Linked DNA regions of Rattus norvegicus: regions 2, 3, 4 and 5 are each linked to region 1. The links are chromatin contacts, called in public Hi-C maps. All regions are on one chromosome and are shown on one strand. Each heading gives the region's core, a stretch centred on a gene start, on an enhancer-like site or on the middle of the called end of the contact. The rest is flanking DNA. Distances are from core to core; before and after follow the strand shown. Region 1 has its middle 170 kb from the start of Gadd45g. Region 2 overlaps LOC102555869 (a long non-coding RNA gene). Region 3 has its middle 290 kb from the start of Diras2. Region 4 has its middle 260 kb from the start of Diras2. Region 5 has its middle 26 kb from the start of Gadd45g.

Region 1 (3,522 bases), core at 114-2,613:
ATGCTTGATCTGGTGTAGGCCTTTTCATCTCCGCCGCTGTGAAAGTGCTTGGCACTCCCTGTGGTTTGAGGTGACCACTCAGCTGGGTGGGTTTCCCAAGTGAATGAGAGTTGCCAGTGTGGCTGCCAAGGGGAGGCAGAGACAGCAGGATCAGGAGTTCAAGGCCATACTTGGTTACATATCAAGCTTAAGGGCAGCCTAGGTCCTAAGAGACACAGTTACAATAAGGCCAGGAAGATAATAGCAGGGGGTTTCCAGGGATATAACCATTACTTTCCTTGTGAGATTGAGGGCCTGAATTCAACCCCTACAATGCATGTTGAGAAAGCCAAGCTGTGTCAGGACCTGCTATGTCTGTCCCACTATTGGGGAGGAAGAGAGGCAGCCGATTCCTGGAACTTGCTGGTCCACCAGCGCAGCCTACTCGGTGAGTCGAGGCCAGCAAGAGACCGTTGTAATTTAGTTTCTGTTGCTGTGACAACGCAATGGCTGAAAGCTATTTGGAGGAGGATGGGGTTTTTTAATGTGGCTTGCAGGGTAGAGACTATCATCCAGGGAAGCCAAAACAGGAGTTCAAGGCAAGGCCTTGAGGCAGCGACTGCAAGGGAATGCTGCCACTGGCTTGATGCCCATGGGTCAGCCCATGGCAGGCAACGTCTCAGGTGAGGCTCCCTGCCCAGAGGACTGTAGTTCATGTCAATGTGACAAACAAACAAAAAACAACACGAAGACTTTGTCTCAAATATCAGGGTAGACGATGCTGGAGGAAGGACACTTTGGGCCTCCACATGCACGTGTACGTAAGTGTACAGTGTTTGTACACACACACACACACACACACACACACACACACACACACACACACACCTATAATGAGATCACACCCAGAGATACCGAGCTGAAAGGTGGCAGTTAGAATGGAGCTGGAGCCAAAGTGCGCCCAGTTCCCGTAGCAGCCGTTCCTGCCCTCTGTGGACTCTGAGGAGGATGGTAGGTAGATGGATACGCTTCTGAGAATTCCTGCTACAACAGCAGCTCAGGGAACGTGGCTCTGAGTGCAGAGCCCGTCTGCAGAGCCTGGGTGGCCGCTGCTTCCTTCTGTGGGGTGAGGCCGTGCGTCTTTCAAAAGCTCGTTAGAGACACCCTCTCCCTTTGAAGGGGCCGTTTCATGTGCCGCTTTCAATCTGTCACGAAGCCGAAGCCGCTTTGCTCCAAAGAGCCGGGACTGCAGGAGGGGTACGCTTGTGAGGCCGGAAGAGTGTCCTGGATGCCCTTCTGGGTGTAGAGTCCCTAGGAGCGCAGGATGAAGGAGTAGGCAGGAGCAGACAGCGAGATGCTGTTTTCAATCGTGGCTGGCTGTGTGCCTGGATGTGTGTGGTGCTCACCCTATCCCAGGAGGAATAGCAAGGTCAGTGTCAGCGCTTTGATGTTCCCTTAGAGAAGCGGTGGAAATCAAACACAGGCGTCTGCAGCAGTAGCAACCCTGGGGTTTGCATTGCATTGTTTTTAGGTTTTGAAAAAAGATGATCCAAGAAGAGCAAGGATGTGACTACCCTGCTTCTTAGCGGATTAATGCTTGCTTTCTCCCTTTCCCACTCTTCCACCCCAGCCCTGCCTGACGTCTCCCTTGCCCCGAGGCTGCGCTGTCCTGAAATGCCTCTGCAGCCGAGGCCTTAAGTGGACTGAGGCTAAGGGAATGATAGAAATTCATTTCTCTCTCTCTCTCTCTCTCTCTCTCTCTCTCTCTCTCTCTCTCTCTCTCTCTCTCTCCTCTCTCCCCCTTGAGCCGGGCTAAAGTGTCGGGAGCATGCAGGAGCAGGTTGCTTGTGTGTCTGTTTAGCTTGGCACCCCAAGCCTTGCAGCCTTGTCTCTCCTGTGTGAAAACACTGACAAGCTTCTGCCTGTTTCCATTCCTAGTGTTTGCCCCTGCTGCCTGGCTGGCCTCTTCTTGGAAAACCAGATCCCGTGGCTTCAGTGACCTAGTGCTGGCAGCAGGGACCGTTGTGTGACTGGCAAAGCGCTTGGTTTCCCATGATTGCATCATGGTTTGGGGGGCACGGGGTGAGCATGGGAAGCTCCAAAGGGGTCAGGTCCCTGGGGAAAGGTGCCTGTCACTGGCTTCTGAGTCAATGTTCCCTTAAACTCGTGCCCAGTTTGCATCAGAAAATAAAAAAGTTTGTGTCCAGAGAAGACTGAGCAACAAAGCCTGCAGAATGTCATTGACCCATCGTGAAGGCCGTAACCTCTATGCCACCAACTTCCCAGTGGCACAGACATTCTTCCTAAGTGTATTTGATGGATAAGAAAAGTGAGGGCCAGAGACATTTGGCTGATCTGAGTTTCTGTTTCAATATGAGTTACTGGAAGGGTTAGAATTCTCGTCTAGTGGAGTTACACCTTCAGCTCAGTTCCCATTGGGCCTCTTCTGTGAGTGATTGTGTGTGTGTGTGTGTGTGTGTGTGTGTGTGTGTGTGTGTGTGCACGCGTGCGTGTGCGCAGAACTGAACAGTCATTGGTTCTCTATCCCCTTAGTCAATTTTCTGGTGCTGTTAGACAACACTCCAGGCTGGGCAATTTGTAAGTGAAAAGGTTGATATTGGCTTATGGTTCTGGAGGCTCGCAAACACAGCGGCAGGGTCAGCTTCTGATGAGGAGAAAAGGGCCAGTCATGCCAGAATGGCCAACATTGTGGTTGAAAGTTAGAGCATTGAGGTTAGTGGTCTGCCCTTGCAGATTATGCAAGAGGATAGAAGGGGGGGGTGTGGAGATTACGTTCGGCATAGCCATTGATCCAGTCAGCCACAGGTTCATATGAGATTCCAGGGGAAATTGGACACGCGACACTCAGGTTAGCTTCCTGGGTTGGTCGTACATTAATGAGCCAGGAAGGTGACAAATCCCAGGAACTCAGGAGCTTCTTATTTGAGACTCTGAGACTCTGAGACTTCATTTGGATTGTACCTTGCAGGACAGACTATGTACGAGAGTGGCTCGGTGCTCCCAGTGTTTTGCGTCATTCCAGCAAATGACCAAGCTGGGGACAGTGTGAGAACTCGACTTTGCAGCCAGCTTGTCACAAGTGCAGATGGCCTGAGGAGGCCTGAGTTCAGATCTGGCATCTGAAACAAAGGCATCTTGTAAAGTGTCCGCCTTTTAGCTGACCGCCCATGCAGCCAGTGCCTCTGGTGTCTGTGCAGCCGTGTCCAATCATGGAGTGTGGTACTTTCTCCATTTTCCCCCCAAAAGATTTATTTATTTATTTATTTAATGTATGTGAGTACACTGTCACTGTCTCAGACACACCCATGGAGAGCATCAGATCCCATTACAGATGGTTGTGAGCCACCATGTGGTTGCTGGGATCTGAACTCAGGACCTCTGGAAGAGCAGTCAGGGCTCTTAACCACTGAGCCATCTCTCCAGCCCTTCTCCACTTTTCTTTTTTTAAAATTTTACTACTTTGTTTGTTTGTTGTGGGTTCACAGGTGTATGTATACATGTGTGTGTGTGTGTGTGTGTGTG
Region 2 (3,738 bases), core at 775-3,274, 130 kb after region 1:
ACTGTCAGAACCCAGCAGCAGGAAACCCTACCCCCAACGCACATCAAGATCCGTTGTCCCTGCCCAAAACAACAGATCAGCTTCCTAGAAGGCCCTTGCTCAAACCTGGGAGTAACGTCAGCCTGCCCTCTGCCTGTGCGTATGAAGGCTGACCTTCTGAGATCAAACACTGTCCTGTCCAAGAGTCCCCTTGCCTGGAAATGTCCCTGCCTGGCGCAGATCGCTGTTTCCCTCAGACCCTCAGCAGCCTGACTGTCTTCCCAGGGTGACCAGCCCAGCTCTGCTCTGAGACACAGCTCTGCCAAAGTAAACCGCATGGCTTATAAACAGTTTAAAAATCATTTTTCCCTGATGAGCTAAGAATGCATAAGGGAGAGAGAGAGGAACTTCATTTTTTTTAAAAATAAAAAATGGGTCTTTTAGTGTTATTATTAATAAAGTCATGTTGGTGATTAGATATTTCAAAGGTATCCAGGGATGTTTCAGAGGCCGGGGATGACCCGGAAGCTATACAGGACCCATCTGTGACAGAGAAGAAGAATCCATAGTAGCTGTCGCACAACGGAAGCCCTGGAAGCAAAGCTAAGAACCCATCACGTGGCTGGGATGCCATATAGTGTCCAAAACAGAGCTGTTAACCAGGGTCTGCTGCTGGCCCAGCACTTGCTTCTTCTAGACAAAATAGCCGGTTTCCCAGGATTTTGCAAGTGGCAGATGAGACCTGAATGGTTTCACACCAGATCTTGGCAGGGATTTGTTAACCCTGTTTGCAAGGTTGTCCTAGACTGGATCACAACGTACATAGAAATGGGTCTGAAATTCCCTTGTAGAACAAATTCCTTAGTACAGCTTTCCATCTGGAAATTAACCTTGCAAAAATGCTAACAGGACTGGAAGGTGCCTCGGTGGGGCCAGATGACCATGGTAGCACACACATCTGCGAGCCCAGCATTCTTACGGTGAGATGGGAAACTAAGACAAGAATCCACAGAGGCTTGAGGGCCGGCTAGCCTTGGAATGTGCAGCAGGGAACAATAAGAGTGTCTCAGACAAAAAGGCCCTGTGTGGTTTAATAGGACCAGCGGAGGTTGTCCTATGATCTCCACCCATGAGCTTCGGTATGCTTCCCCAACAACGTTAATAAGAAGGGCAAGGATAAGAACAGTGAGCGTAGACCAGCGGCAGCTGAACAGATAGATGGTACCATTTATTTGGTCCAGCCCAATGCCCTGCTAGCATCTCTGTTTGCTTTGATCTGCATGCATGATCTGCTCCTCTCCGGGGGATGGAGAATGCAAAGGGACTAGATCTTACTCCAGGGTACACTTTTAGCATCGAAGCCACTGCAGCCTGTGGCAAGCACGCAGGAGGGTGGAGGAGACTGTCGCCTCTGCTGGACACCGTGAATCAGTGCTTGTTCTGCACTTACAATGCACATCATCACCATAGAAACCTGGCAAGAGCTGGGTAAGAGTCTGTGGGTTCTGCCAAATGAATGTTTTGCTGTTATGATTCGCAGCGATCCTATTAAATCACAAGGAGTGTTTTTCTGCTGGGCAGCAGATGCTGTCATAAAACACGTTCGTCCTCAGATTCGCACGCAGGCACGCAGCCCTTTGACCAGCCCCACCGTGCGTGTTGACATAGGCGGGCTGCAAACGCCACCCACAGCTGTGGGCTTGCTGCAGGGACTCCCCTGCAACAGGTGTGTGTTTTAAAGGACCCTGAACCTGGATTTACAGTGGGGCCAGCTGCTGCCTTTGGGACTGACCATTTGTCATCTCTAGATGGGTCACCCTCCTCAAAGACTGGCTTGTTGGAAATTCTATCCTCGCCATGGGACCCTGTCGTAATTCTCATTCTGCTGGCTTCTGCTAGCATGGAGGGAAGAAGTCGGACGGTTTGCCCAAGCTGTAAGTAACAAATCAAACCAAAGAAACAAAACACCCGCTTAGACCAGGCGGTACTGAAGCATTCTAGAGAGCTGAGAGCTGAAAGTCCCAAGGTTGGTTAGGAACCAAGTCCTTGCCTCCTCTGGCAGAGTCCAGAGGTGACACCAGGCTCTACTTTGTAGAACAGGCAGCATTAGCTCTAAACACCATGGCCGACTAAATGTCCTCCCCAAGAAAAATATTGCGGGCAGTTTCTATTCTGGGAGGAACTTTTGGTAAACAAAAACTTCATCTGAGTACCACTCATCACTATACTGAAGAAGGGGGAAAGACTTAAAATAGCAAAATGTACTATTTTTGTTGGCTCGAAGCCCATGTTCTTCCACCGGCTTTGGGGCTTTAAGACCCACACTCCTAGAGTACTCTTGGGGCTTCCTAACAAGGTTTAACTTGAGTGGTGCCGGGCTGTACAGTTTTCTTTCTCAAAGTGAAAGCGACACGTGTTCAGAGGAGACCTGAAAGACCCCAGAATGTAAATCAGTAAACTGTTTGCAGACCTGACACACAATCTCCTGACCTATCACTGTGGGCCTACTGATTTGTGCTGTTCATTCCTCTTACAGAGAGACTTGGAGGAAATGTGGGGAAGCTGGGTCTCCAAATAATGAGGGTGAGAGTCAGACCCAGAAGTACAGATGTCAGAGTAACAGAAGCCAGAGGGAAATGATGACCTGGGATGCTGTGCTCTACCCAGGGTCCCTCTGTCCTTTACATCTGTGGCTCTTAGGTGCTGAGGATGGCCTTAGAGCACCTGCATGAGGTCCTGAGTTCAATCCCCGGCACTGGAAATAAAACAAGTTGCAAGGTCCAGGCAGAACTACTCAGCCTCCTTCAGGCTCAGGCACAAACTTTCAGAGATTTGTACAAGACTACAGGGGCCTTGGGAGATGGGTCAGTGGAGAGCGACAAACCCCTAGATTCATGGTATGGAGCTAAAGAGTCCTATGTCTCAGGACCTGCAGCTGCAGGGGTCTCGGAGTTCAATTGGCTGAGAGAAAGAGCCTCTCAGGCTCCATCTCCCTTGGCTGACAGGGCTCTCACACCGAAGAGTGCATGGCTGGGCTGCTAATCGGATGGGTGTAGACCTTAGCTATGCACAAGAGGGTAGACTGAGGGTCTCATGGCCTCTTTCCTTCTTCAGGAAATTGAAATTACAGACCTAGACTAAGCCTCAGATGAATGGGAGTGTCCATCTCTGCACGTGTTTGCAAGGATTGGGGTGGGCCGAAGCCTCTGGGGCACTAGTTACAGGTCCACAGTGGAGATCCTGAGAAGCCTGGACTGTGTGTCTTTGGGACAAGCTTAAATACCTAAAGGAAAAGAAAGATGCCTGAATGGGATTTGGGGCTCTTTCTTCCAGGCACGAGAGATCCAGCCCTGGATAAACGCAGAAAGGACTCACGTTCTTGGAAGGGTTTGTTTTGTTATTGTTCTGTTTGTTCTTCTTCTTCTTCTTCTTCTTTTTTTTTTTTTTGATTCAAAGTCTTAGCTGACTTAGAACTCACTGTGGGCCAGATGGGCCTCAAGTGTATAAAGATCAATCTGCCTTTGCCTCCTGAATGCTGGGATTAAAAGCATGTACCACCATGCCTGACTTTGGTGGCAAGGACCAAACAGACGGACAGTTCCCAGACAGCCCATGGTAGGGTGAATTAGTTAGGGTTCTCCAGAGTAGCAGAATTTGTAGAAAGAACCTCTCTCTTCCTGTCCCCACCCTCTCTCTCTCTCTCTCTCTCTCTCTCTCTCTCTCTCTCTCTCTCTCTGTGTGTGTGTGTGTGTGTGTGTG
Region 3 (3,227 bases), core at 202-2,701, 160 kb after region 1:
GGGTAGGAAATTAAGTCTTTATCTACGTCCCTATGACACTCAGTAAATATTTGTGCAAAGCGCCCAGACTATGGAGACTGAGGATAAACAATATCTGGCTGTCATTGTGCAAGGCTACAACAGTGGCTGTGGGGCTGTGGGGTTTAGTTTTAGTTTTATGTTTATTATCATCAGCAATGTCGTTGTTGTCGTAATAATGAGAACCGCTGAGAGCAGTGACCCCAGTGGCTCTCTTGGTATGAAGGTGTCCGAGACACATCTTTCTCTCCCAGGAGGTGATAGCTTCCCAGTAGTGGGTCTTCCATGCTGGCCACTGGTTTGTTTGGGGGAGTTGAAGGCTGAGAACCCTCCCGCCAGCCACCTGCTGGACTACCTCGATGATGCTGAGTGTGGAGGGTGTCAGCCACTGTGAGCTGTTTGTTTGCGGAGGAGAGATAAGCATCTCACCTGGGCCACTCCTAGTGGTGTTTATGTCTTTTAGATTGCAACTCTGTTTGGGGTTGTGGAGGCCATGTTGCTTCATGCGGTCTGCCTTGCCCTGAGACAGGCTGCCACCCTACTGAGGACTTACTGGCTCTGTCTTGACTTGCCCTCCTTGTACTGGACAATGCGGACAGGCTCGTATTCTGGGAACACCGTGCTTCAAGCTATCTCTCCTGCCCAAAGCTACCTATTGGTACAAGAATAGACAAGGACCAACTCCCTCCCCGAGAAAGGGAACTTCCTTTCTCAGGTCTCCGCCCATTTTTGGCAGGAGGAGCCAGTCAACATTACTGGCTTAAAAATAACCTAGAGGTAAGGCAGGACTAAAGAGATTTGGCTCAGCCTTTATGAACATGTAGGCTTTTGCAGAAGACCTGAGTCTGATTCCTAGCACCCCTGTGGGGTGGCTGGCAACTTTGTATTACTCAATGTAACTCCAGCTCCAAGGAGTTAGATGTCCTCTTCTCTATGTAACTCCAGCTCCAGGGGATCCCATGCCCTCTTCTGGCCTCCCAGGGCACATGCACAGATGTATTATATCCATACCAACACATGTATAACAACAAATAAACATCTTTTTTAAAGGCTAAGGATGCAGTTCAATGGATAGGAAGTTTGCTTAGCTTCCCTATTCATGAAGTTTGAACCCTGGCACCTTATAAACTAGGTGTGGGCCCACACCGGAAATCCCAAGTCGAAGGAGCCTCCCTTCCACAAGATAAAATGTAGCCTTGTTATTGTTGATGAGTGTTCTGTCAGAAAAGCAAAGAATTTTTTCCCAATAAAATATAGTCTTTATCAAGAATCCTCATCCACTACTTACACCCAACAAAGACACCAGGGGTTCCATCCAAAGCTGGGTATCACAGTTCTCCTCTGAGGTCTTGCTGCCTTGAGCTGAGGGCACCCGGACCATGCTGGGCCTGTTGCCTGCCAGGATCTGGCTCCCCTCCCTGATGTTGGCTTCCTGGCCACATCCTGCCCCAGCTGGCCTGGCCTGTTCCACATTCCAGGTCTCTGTCTTCCAGTGAGCCGTATTTGCTCACTCAGACCCAGATTCTAAGCTTCCGTCTGTAGGTCATTTTCCCTGTGGGACCTTAGTGTCATGCTGCTGGTGAGTCGGCCTCGAAGCAGTTCCAAGGAATTATTCCAACCAGTGCTACATGGCTGTAAGTGCAGGGGCCCAGTTCTCCCTGCAGGTGAGAAATGAGAAGCTGGATTACCCAGCAGCCAGTCTCCAATCGCTCCACTAGCTCCAGCAGCCAAGGCTGTGTGACGACAGCACCCCTTGGACTCTGTTATGTGTAGGAAGGCTTAGCTATTGACATAAGGCCAGCTGTACCCTGCCTGGACAATGGGGACAATCCTGCCAGCTCTGCTCCTGCCTGCCAGTTGTCATGTCCTGTTGAGAGGTTCCTGTGGCACAGCTCCGCAAGACTTTTCTTGTCCCTGTTTTCCTTTACCTCTTTTAAACACTCAAAATAACAGCTTTACCACTAACATAGACCTGAACAGGACCTGGATCCTTCCAGATTGCTCATCCATTACCATAGCTTTAATGCGGTTTGAATGATTACACCAAGACTCGTGTGGTGGATACTTGGTGCCACCAAGTGTGGCGGTATTGAGACTGTGGGACCTTTAAGAGGGGCAGCCATGACTGGTGACGTCACAACCGCTAACCCTATTGGGTGACATTCATGGTGGTTCTTCCCTCCAAAGGAATTGTCTGTCCTCTCAGGACTCATTAGTTGTCATGGGAACAAATGGCTGTGAAGAGGAAGCTGACTTTTGAATCCCTCTGGCTTTAGGTTTGGTCACGTGATCTCTCCCTCTTGTCTCGTTTTTTTTTTTTTTTTTTTTTTTTTTTTTCCTTATCATGTTGAGATGGAGCCAAAAATCCCTCACCAGAGACATCAGGACCACATACTCGAGTATCAGGATTGAAGGCCAACTAAGCCTCCTTTTGCAAGCTTCAGAATTTGGGGTACAGCGACAGGAAACAGACTAATATACATTTTCAGCTGCATCTTCTACAACAGGAGCCTCTAACCCCCAGTGCTCTGAGTCCTAGCTTCCCGGAAACCTCCAAATCCCAGGAACAAAAGATACCACTCGCCCAGAGCAGTCCTTGGTGTCATCTGCCAACTGCGTGCATGCACACAGGCATTTGCGAAGAAACTTATTCAGCAGCAGCTACTCATACAGACCCTGGGCCTGGACCTTCCCAAAATGACGCAGTCAGAGTTTGCAAAGCAAGTCACCTGTCATGTGATCCGCTCGGGAAGATACATTGTTACGGGAGGATGCAGTTCAGGCTCCAGGCTCAGTGATATCAGAACTCAGTCCCAACAGGGAACAGTTGTAACTGTTACATCAGGCAGGGGGTGCTCGGGAAAGAAATGCCTGCTGTATCAGACTATTGAAACAGAGGAGCCCCAACAACTGGACTCTTCCTTAGAATCCCATGCAGGAAGCAAAAAAAAAAAAAAAAAAAGGTGGAAGCTTGGTGTTGATTGGAGGAGGGATTTGCCTCCCAAGAAGAAAGGCCACACAGTTTCGATCCCTTGCCAGATCATCTTGAGGAGAACTGGAGCTGAAATAGTGATGGGGTGATACTGGGCAGGACCACACCCTGACCTGGCTGTTTACTTATGCATGCTTCTTGAATTCTATTTATGCCTAAGCTTCCAGTCCGGACCCTGGCGATAGACTTGAGTAAGGACTTCCTCGTTCTTCCTGAC
Region 4 (3,637 bases), core at 857-3,356, 200 kb after region 1:
GATGGTTAGGATGAATGGCCATTAGATCGAAGAGGTTCACCGTCTCTGTCTCCCTGGCGCTGGGGTTATAAGCCATGTCTCTGCATCTGGCTTGCTAAATGTGGATTCTGAGGGTCTAACTCAGATCTTTATGCTTGTGTAGCAGGCCCCCCTCCTCAGCCAACACACCGTTCTTTGGGATGAACCAAAAATGATTAAATAAACAAAGACAGAATAGGAAGAAGGGAAGAATTTGTGTGTGTATGCGGGCATGTGTGTGTGTGTGTGTGTGTGTGTGTGTGGTCGTGCACATTCGTGTGTGCGCGAGCACACATGCATGTACTCAGCATTTATATGTCAATATGATAATATGATTTGTCTGAAGATGTGGAGGCCTGCATGCATCCCAGCTGTGTATACCTATACCAGAGGACAACTCACCCACTGTCTTCCTTAGAGCAGGCATGGTTGGGAGGAGCATGGTCTGGTAACCATGTAGGCTGAGCAGCAAGAACAGAACTGTCTCGATTCAACAATGGCTCATCCTTGGAAATAGCAATTTGGGGGGAAGATAACACATTCTCCCATTGCACAAGGGAATATTCCAGATCAGGTCTGGTCACTCCGTGAAAATGGTTTCTGCAGACAGCTGACTCTTTTAAGAAACCTTTCCTGGCTACCTTGGTTAAGACTTGGGCAGCCTTTGGGGAGACGATAACAGAAGCTGAGCTGCCTTTCTGGCAAAGGAAACTCCTTTTTCACTTAAAATAGAACGTGGAGCTTAGTAGGAATTGTTCCGTGCACTTAAACAAACAGGAAGCTCTCACTGTAGGCCGAGGCTGGGTGAGAAGAAACTGGATATGTCTCGTCATGACGCAAATAATTAAGGACAGAGGTCAAGTTCACTAGGAGCATCCAAGCACCAAGAGGCATTGCACAGTCAAGGTGACACCCCCCCCCCTACTTTTTCCAGCCTGCAAAGGGATACTCCCATGTCCCTCGGGCTGAGCTACACAGACGCTGGCAGCAACAGGTTGTTCCAAGGTCAAAGGCCACTGTGGGAACAGTGCGCCCCAGCTCAGGCTGTCTCCCTGGCTCCCAGATAAATAAACGAGTAGGAATAGGACTCAGAGGCCACCCTGGGGCAAGTTTCTCCGTGTTCCCATCCCAAACAGCAAGTGTTGACACCCAACTGTCAGGGCTAGGGATGGTCACCTTGCCTCACCTTCTGCAAGGCCCCTAGGTCCCAGCTAGCAGCCTAAGGCTGCCAAGAAACTCCTGCAAGCAAGAGAGGCCACTGGGTGGGACTGGGTGGGACCACCTCCACTGTCCAGAGCCTGGGTGCAGTCTGAGCTCCCAGGACCATTAAAGGGAATGAGCACAAGCTGAGCTGGTCTCTCATAGCAAAGGAGGCCAAGGCAGGAAAACTTCAGCACTGCCAAGGACAGCAGTAGAGGCACACCCACACTTTAGAATGCAAAGCCTCCATGCTTCTTTAATTCTCCTCCTGCTCTCCAAGTAGGCAGTGCAGCCTGATGCTACACAAGAATGAAGGAGGGGCTCCACAGGTCCCTACAGAAGCCAGCACCCGGGGGCTGCCGGACCCTCCCTTTCTTCTGCTCAATGCAATCTGCAAACTTCCTTTTCAACCCCTTTCCCGGACATTCTTATCAGATGGCCCAGATGAGAAAGGATTAAAGCCCCATTTTTCCATTGTCTTCTCAGAAGAAGCTCAACAAAGTAATCACCACAGACAGTCTCCAGCAGAGGCGCTTGGGGACAGCTCCACCCGCTGCGGCTATTGCATTGTTCCTGCCCAGGGTAGGTGGTCCGACTAGATCTCAGCTGAGGGTCTGCTATCTCTCTGCAAACAGCTGGAGGATCTGTGACCCAAGATATAGAAGACACCCAGCCTCGCCCCCCCCCCCACCAATATCTCTGGATGAAAAGGGCATTCCAGAGAGGAAAGGCCACAGTTTCAGAAGGAGAATAGAAGGCAGGAAGGGGCAGCCAGGGAGAGCACTTTCCTGGGTTCTGCTGTTCAGTCTGCCTTACTGCCAGGCATCTGGCTCTGACCAGCATGGCGCTGGCTAGAAGCCATGATCTTTCTGGCTCTCCTGAACTGAGTCAGTTCAGCTTACTGGCTGCTTGTAGCTCTGAGGCCACCCACCACCTGACCTGCCTTTGCTCCACACACAAGCACACACAGGGACAACTGTAATTCGTCACACACGCTGCTACATATATCACCCTGCGGACACACCTGTCTGCGCACTGGCACATAAATACACATGTATACACACGTGTGGGTACACACACATAGACACTGCAGACGTGTGTGCATGCACACACACCTTAAGGAGCGTGCACGCGCACGCGCGCGCACACACACGCACACACACTCACAAAACCCACAGTATCATTTCAACTGTGAACGTCTACCGCCCCCCAGAGGTTCAAATGTGGATGAACAAGTTCCAAGTTGTCAATATCTTGGACAAAGAGCAACTGCTTACTTTTCAAGCCCAGAGAACCGGAAGGTTTCATTTAGGGAAAAGGCTGTTGTATTTTGACATATCTCACACAACCTTTATGTAACAGGATGTTTCTTCCAGTTTCTTAAGCTCTATAAATCACAGGGTATGAGTGTGTACAGGTAGGGGTGTGTGTGTGTGTGTGTGTGTGTGTGTGTGTGTGTCTCCTAGGAAGACATCTTTACCTAAGTAGAGACCCCAGGAGATATCCAGACGTTTTGGCGGGGAGGTATGGGACAAGCCTCCAGACTTCCCACCTCCAGACTGAGGTGGGAAGCGGGAAATTACATGTGTAGTGATGTCTTATAACTGGGGCTTTCAGACAAATGGGGAAACCTGCCTGAAAGACCTGAGCATGCTTCTAGACTCTCTGAGAACCTGGCGATAGATGGCCCACCACCACTGAATTCTGTGATCTGCAGTGGGCGGGGTCCAGGACAATCTTTGTCAGTAAAGACCCAGGTGATAAACATCGTCAGTCCTCTGGGCCCAAAGGTTTCTACAGCTGCTCTTCTCCAAAGGACTAAGTTCCAACAGAGCTTCCTAGAAAGAGTATAAAGTGCACACTTCACGAAGTTTTCACCTCTCGTGAAATACCATTCTACTGTAAAATGTGCGCTCATCCTTTAATTAAAAAAAAAAAATCTAGGAACAGTATGGGGCAAGGGCTCAGCCAGTAAAGTGCATGAGGATCTAAGTTTAGTCCCTAGAATCCCCATCCCCCTCTCACCCTACCTTCTCACAGAAAGAGAGAGGGTAGGGGGAAGGGAGAGGAAGTGGGGAGGGAGGGAAGAAGGGTGTAGGAGGATCTGGAACTTAGACCATGCTCACAAATCTAGAACCAACCACCTTTCACCCCGGAGCTGTGAGTTGCCTCATTGACTTCCCATCTCTGACTCTGAGGTGAAATCGGACCACATTGGATGGTGAGCGCCGCTAGGCACAGGCACCCTGTGATGTGGCCCGTAGCAGTTTTCTGACATCGTGGGATCCTGGTCTTTTGGATGTGCACAGGGTCTGTTCTGGGAGTGCATCTGAGGAGCAGGGATTTATTCTCCCACCAGGGAGCAGGCTGCTCAACACGGTCAGAAATGAGTTCTGCCTTGCTCTCCTCCCATGACCTC
Region 5 (3,243 bases), core at 612-3,111, 140 kb before region 1:
CTGGGTGCCTGGGCTGGATAATATAGGATTTGGGGGTTTGGGGGGTCAGAAGATGTCCTTGGGAAAGCTGGAAGCCTACTGGTGGCTACAGTCTGGGAGTGGAGGGGCTCAGGGATGCTTAAGAGGCCCCATGTCAGCTCCCCTGTGGTTGGACATGGATATTATTGGCGAAAGAAAACCCCAAAACCATATCCAGTGGCGACATTCTTCTCGACTTGGGAGTCAACGTTGAGGAGGACACGGCCCATTGGGGTTTAACTAACATTCATTTTAGGTGACAGGCACTGGATGGTCACTGTCTTGGTTACAGTTTCCATTGTTGTGAAGTCACACCATCATGACCAAAGCAAATAGAGGACAGCATTTAATTGGTTGAGAGGTTCCGTCCATTATCATCAAGGCAGGAAGCATGGCAGTATGTAGGCAGACATGGTGGTGGAGAAGGCGCTGAGAGGTCTACATCTTGAGCCAAGGGCAGGCAGGAGAAGACTGGCTTCCAGGAAGCTAGGAAGAGGGTCTTAAAGCCCATCCCACAGTAATACACTTCCTCCAACAAGGCCACACCCACTACAAGGCCACACCTCCTAAGTGTGCCACTCCCTGGCCCAAGCATACTCAATCTACCACAGTTACCCTAGACACATGGATAAGGGTAACTAATCTATTGCATGAGGAGAAAGCAGAGTAGGTATCCCACGCCTTCGGACTCCATGATTTTCACACCCTTACATGGCGGGTAGATTCCCCAACAATGGTAAGTCCTTTCTCTGGAGCTCAGTGCAGCATGGTGATAAACTGTCCTTGTTTTTAGGTGTGTGCTGTTTTAGCTTCAAGCAGAGCCGAAGCTCTTGTGGGTAACCCTTTCCACCGGGTCACTGGGCTTGCCTGCCAGCGTGCACTCTGGCATATTTGGCTGCAGCCCAAGCTAAGAGGCTTTCAGCAAAGCCATTCGTGATGCCATGAGCATGTGCCCAGATGACGTCATGGTGAAGGACTGCCCAGTGCCCTAGAGATGAGGATGGTGCCTGCCTGTTGACCTCTCTAGTAGCCCAGTGGTACATGGCTCAATTCTGGGGAAAGGTTAATGCTTCAGACTGTCTAGAGCAAAGAACCCCAAGAGACTGAAGTGTACTCTGGGAGCGGGTAGGGAGATACAGGAGATTGGGTAGGGTTGAAGGCTCAGTGCGGTCCCATTGGGCAGTATCCAGCTTTCTTTTCCTCTGAACACTCTTTAGCTTTCCTTATAGATCCCTTCTTGTCCATGACAGACTCTCTGGAGGTCTGAAGTCATATGAACAGTGGGTCAGAAAGACCAGCCTGTTTCTGTGTCCTCAGAAAGACCAGCCTGGATATCTATATGGGTCAGTCACATGCATGAGGACCTCCCCTAGGTCCCACATGGGGTTTCTTATGTAGCCGATAAAGTTGTGCATTCTGTGAGATCCCAACATGAGTCCTTGCAGTCCCTTAGGCTGTGTGTCAAACTCATGCTTGTTGTTTGCTCAGAGACAGGGGATGACCGTTGTGTTACCATCCTGCCCTGGGTGACTGGTATGGTTTTAGTTGTACACTATAGCTTTCTCCTGATGTTTTTGGGCTCCGGTGTCTGGGCAACTTCCAGAGGGGCTGGGCCTGGTCTCCTGTAGGGCTCTCTAGGTCTGGCAGATGCTGGACCTGCTCCAATGGGGCTCCAGGAAATCCCACTATCAAGGCAGCCTTTGGTTGGTCCTATCCTACTGCGTATAGCACCCCGAGGTTACTCTCCTTGTCATGTGGCTTTCCCCGGGGTGAGACCAAGCTCGCCTCCCCGCTGGACCTGATTAGGTGTCCTCTGGCCCACTTGGAATTCAGCAGGCATTGGCTGAAGTCCTGCTTTGCCCATTGGCCTCAGGCAGCTAGCTCCTAGTGCAGTCTTGAGTTGAGGCTCCCAGGAGCCTTGGAAGCTTCCATTCAAAGAGGTCAGTGGGAGCCGGCTCTGGCAACTCCTTCCCATGCAGACACACTTCCTTAGTTTGCCAGCCTGGGCCATCTGCTCTGCCCAGGGACATCAATCTCCGTGAGTGATTCTTCAGCCCGGCCAACTGGACAGTATTCACCAGATTCCCACACACTTGTCGGGGGAGCATCTCAGGACCACCAGGAGACTCCTCAGCAGTTCCCGTAAACATTGGAGAACACTGCTCAGTGGGGTGCTCAGACACCTTTGGCCTGCAACCCCAGGCCAACACAGCCAGTTTCTTTTCAGAAAACTCAGCAACGTGCCAAAAATAAGAGAGACATTCCCAGGAACCGTTGGACTCAGATGGCAGTCTTCCTGGAGATGGGGATCCAGAAGAGGAAGGAGGAAGAGGCCAGGTTTGCAGCCAGGTGCCATGGGATTGCAGCCTTGCCAGGGAGACAGCTGCTTCCAGAAGGGCAGAGAGCCTTGGGTACCTGGTAGAGAGCGCTTGCCTGCCATGGAAGGGAAGCTGGAATTGACACATAGGAAGACAGACAGACAAGTAACAGACAAACAAACAAAGCATCCAAATAGCTGTGTGTTTCTACAGGTGCAATCTTAGGCCTTGGCTAAGTGACTTGGAGAAGACGATTTGACCTTTAACCAAGACCAGAAAGTAGAAAGGAACATCTGGAGGGACTGATAAGTGACCCTGGCGAAGAACAAATATGCTACTTAAGACTTAAAGCAATAGGATACAATGTGTCGTAGCCAAGGAACAACGGGAACGGGGATGGGGTGGAGGGAGTGGAAGGAGGTCCGCCTTCCCTGTGAAGCACCAATGATTAGGACAACAATATAACTGTTTGCAATAAAGGGATGCAAAACAGAAAGAAACAGAGGCAAAGATTATACAAACAGAGGCAGAGGCCAAGGTCCCATGGAGTGCAGCTCAGGTGAGGGGAGTCAGGTACACGGAGATGAAAGTCCCTACTGGGAGTTTCCATGTGTTACAAGGGTACAGTGTTTGAAGATTGACAACCCCAGGAGGTCAGTTTATGGAAGTTGTCACCTTCTGACATTACTGCTGGGGCCAGAGGGACAGCAGACGTGAACCCCGGGGTGCTCATCAGAGCAGATGTGCTGATTCAGTGGTTCCCATGCCAGGCACCCACAGGATGTCCATTGCAGCTTTGTGCACAGACAGTGGTAGGCCAGGCCCCTGGCTGGTCTGGGCAGGGGAGGATACTGGAAGCCAGCAGGCAGGCCTTTATGGAATACTGCATGGCTTCAAAAAGGAGGAA

The links. A called contact is a pair of places that touch in the nucleus more often than the background predicts.
Region 2: a Hi-C map of liver shows a contact between it and region 1, with 9 times the contacts expected there. The contact joins two enhancer-like sites. A contact is called at or near these places in 4 of 12 Hi-C or Micro-C datasets (hepatocytes, kidney and liver).
Region 3: a Hi-C map of liver shows a contact between it and region 1, with 4 times the contacts expected there. The contact joins two enhancer-like sites. A contact is called at or near these places in 3 of 12 Hi-C or Micro-C datasets (kidney and liver).
Region 4: a contact with region 1 is called in a Hi-C map of liver, with 14 times the contacts expected there. The contact joins two enhancer-like sites. A contact is called at or near these places in 3 of 12 Hi-C or Micro-C datasets (kidney and liver).
Region 5: a Hi-C map of liver shows a contact between it and region 1, with 6 times the contacts expected there. The contact joins two enhancer-like sites. A contact is called at or near these places in 2 of 12 Hi-C or Micro-C datasets (both in liver).

What each region holds. Positions count from the first base shown.
Region 1 is chr17:13,361,437-13,364,958 of GRCr8, reverse strand. No RefSeq gene overlaps it. Among named protein-coding and RNA genes, the nearest start is that of Gadd45g, 170 kb to the left of the region's middle. Within about 2 kb of position 1,363, at least 9 of the 93 cell types and tissues checked have an H3K27ac peak or open chromatin away from gene starts, as enhancers often do. A contact at or near this core is called in liver, where this site is marked.
Region 2 is chr17:13,230,162-13,233,899 of GRCr8, reverse strand. LOC102555869 (a long non-coding RNA gene) reads left to right here. Exons shown (of 4, transcript XR_010059393.1): 2 at 1-1,913. Among named protein-coding and RNA genes, the nearest start is that of Gadd45g, 300 kb to the left of the region's middle. Within about 2 kb of position 2,024, at least 6 of the 93 cell types and tissues checked have an H3K27ac peak or open chromatin away from gene starts, as enhancers often do. A contact at or near this core is called in liver, where this site is marked.
Region 3 is chr17:13,198,470-13,201,696 of GRCr8, reverse strand. No RefSeq gene overlaps it. Among named protein-coding and RNA genes, the nearest start is that of Diras2, 290 kb to the right of the region's middle. Within about 2 kb of position 1,451, at least 10 of the 93 cell types and tissues checked have an H3K27ac peak or open chromatin away from gene starts, as enhancers often do. A contact at or near this core is called in liver, where this site is marked.
Region 4 is chr17:13,163,715-13,167,351 of GRCr8, reverse strand. No RefSeq gene overlaps it. Among named protein-coding and RNA genes, the nearest start is that of Diras2, 260 kb to the right of the region's middle. Within about 2 kb of position 2,106, at least 17 of the 93 cell types and tissues checked have an H3K27ac peak or open chromatin away from gene starts, as enhancers often do. A contact at or near this core is called in liver, where this site is marked.
Region 5 is chr17:13,502,314-13,505,556 of GRCr8, reverse strand. No RefSeq gene overlaps it. Among named protein-coding and RNA genes, the nearest start is that of Gadd45g, 26 kb to the left of the region's middle. Within about 2 kb of position 1,861, at least 14 of the 93 cell types and tissues checked have an H3K27ac peak or open chromatin away from gene starts, as enhancers often do. A contact at or near this core is called in liver, where this site is marked.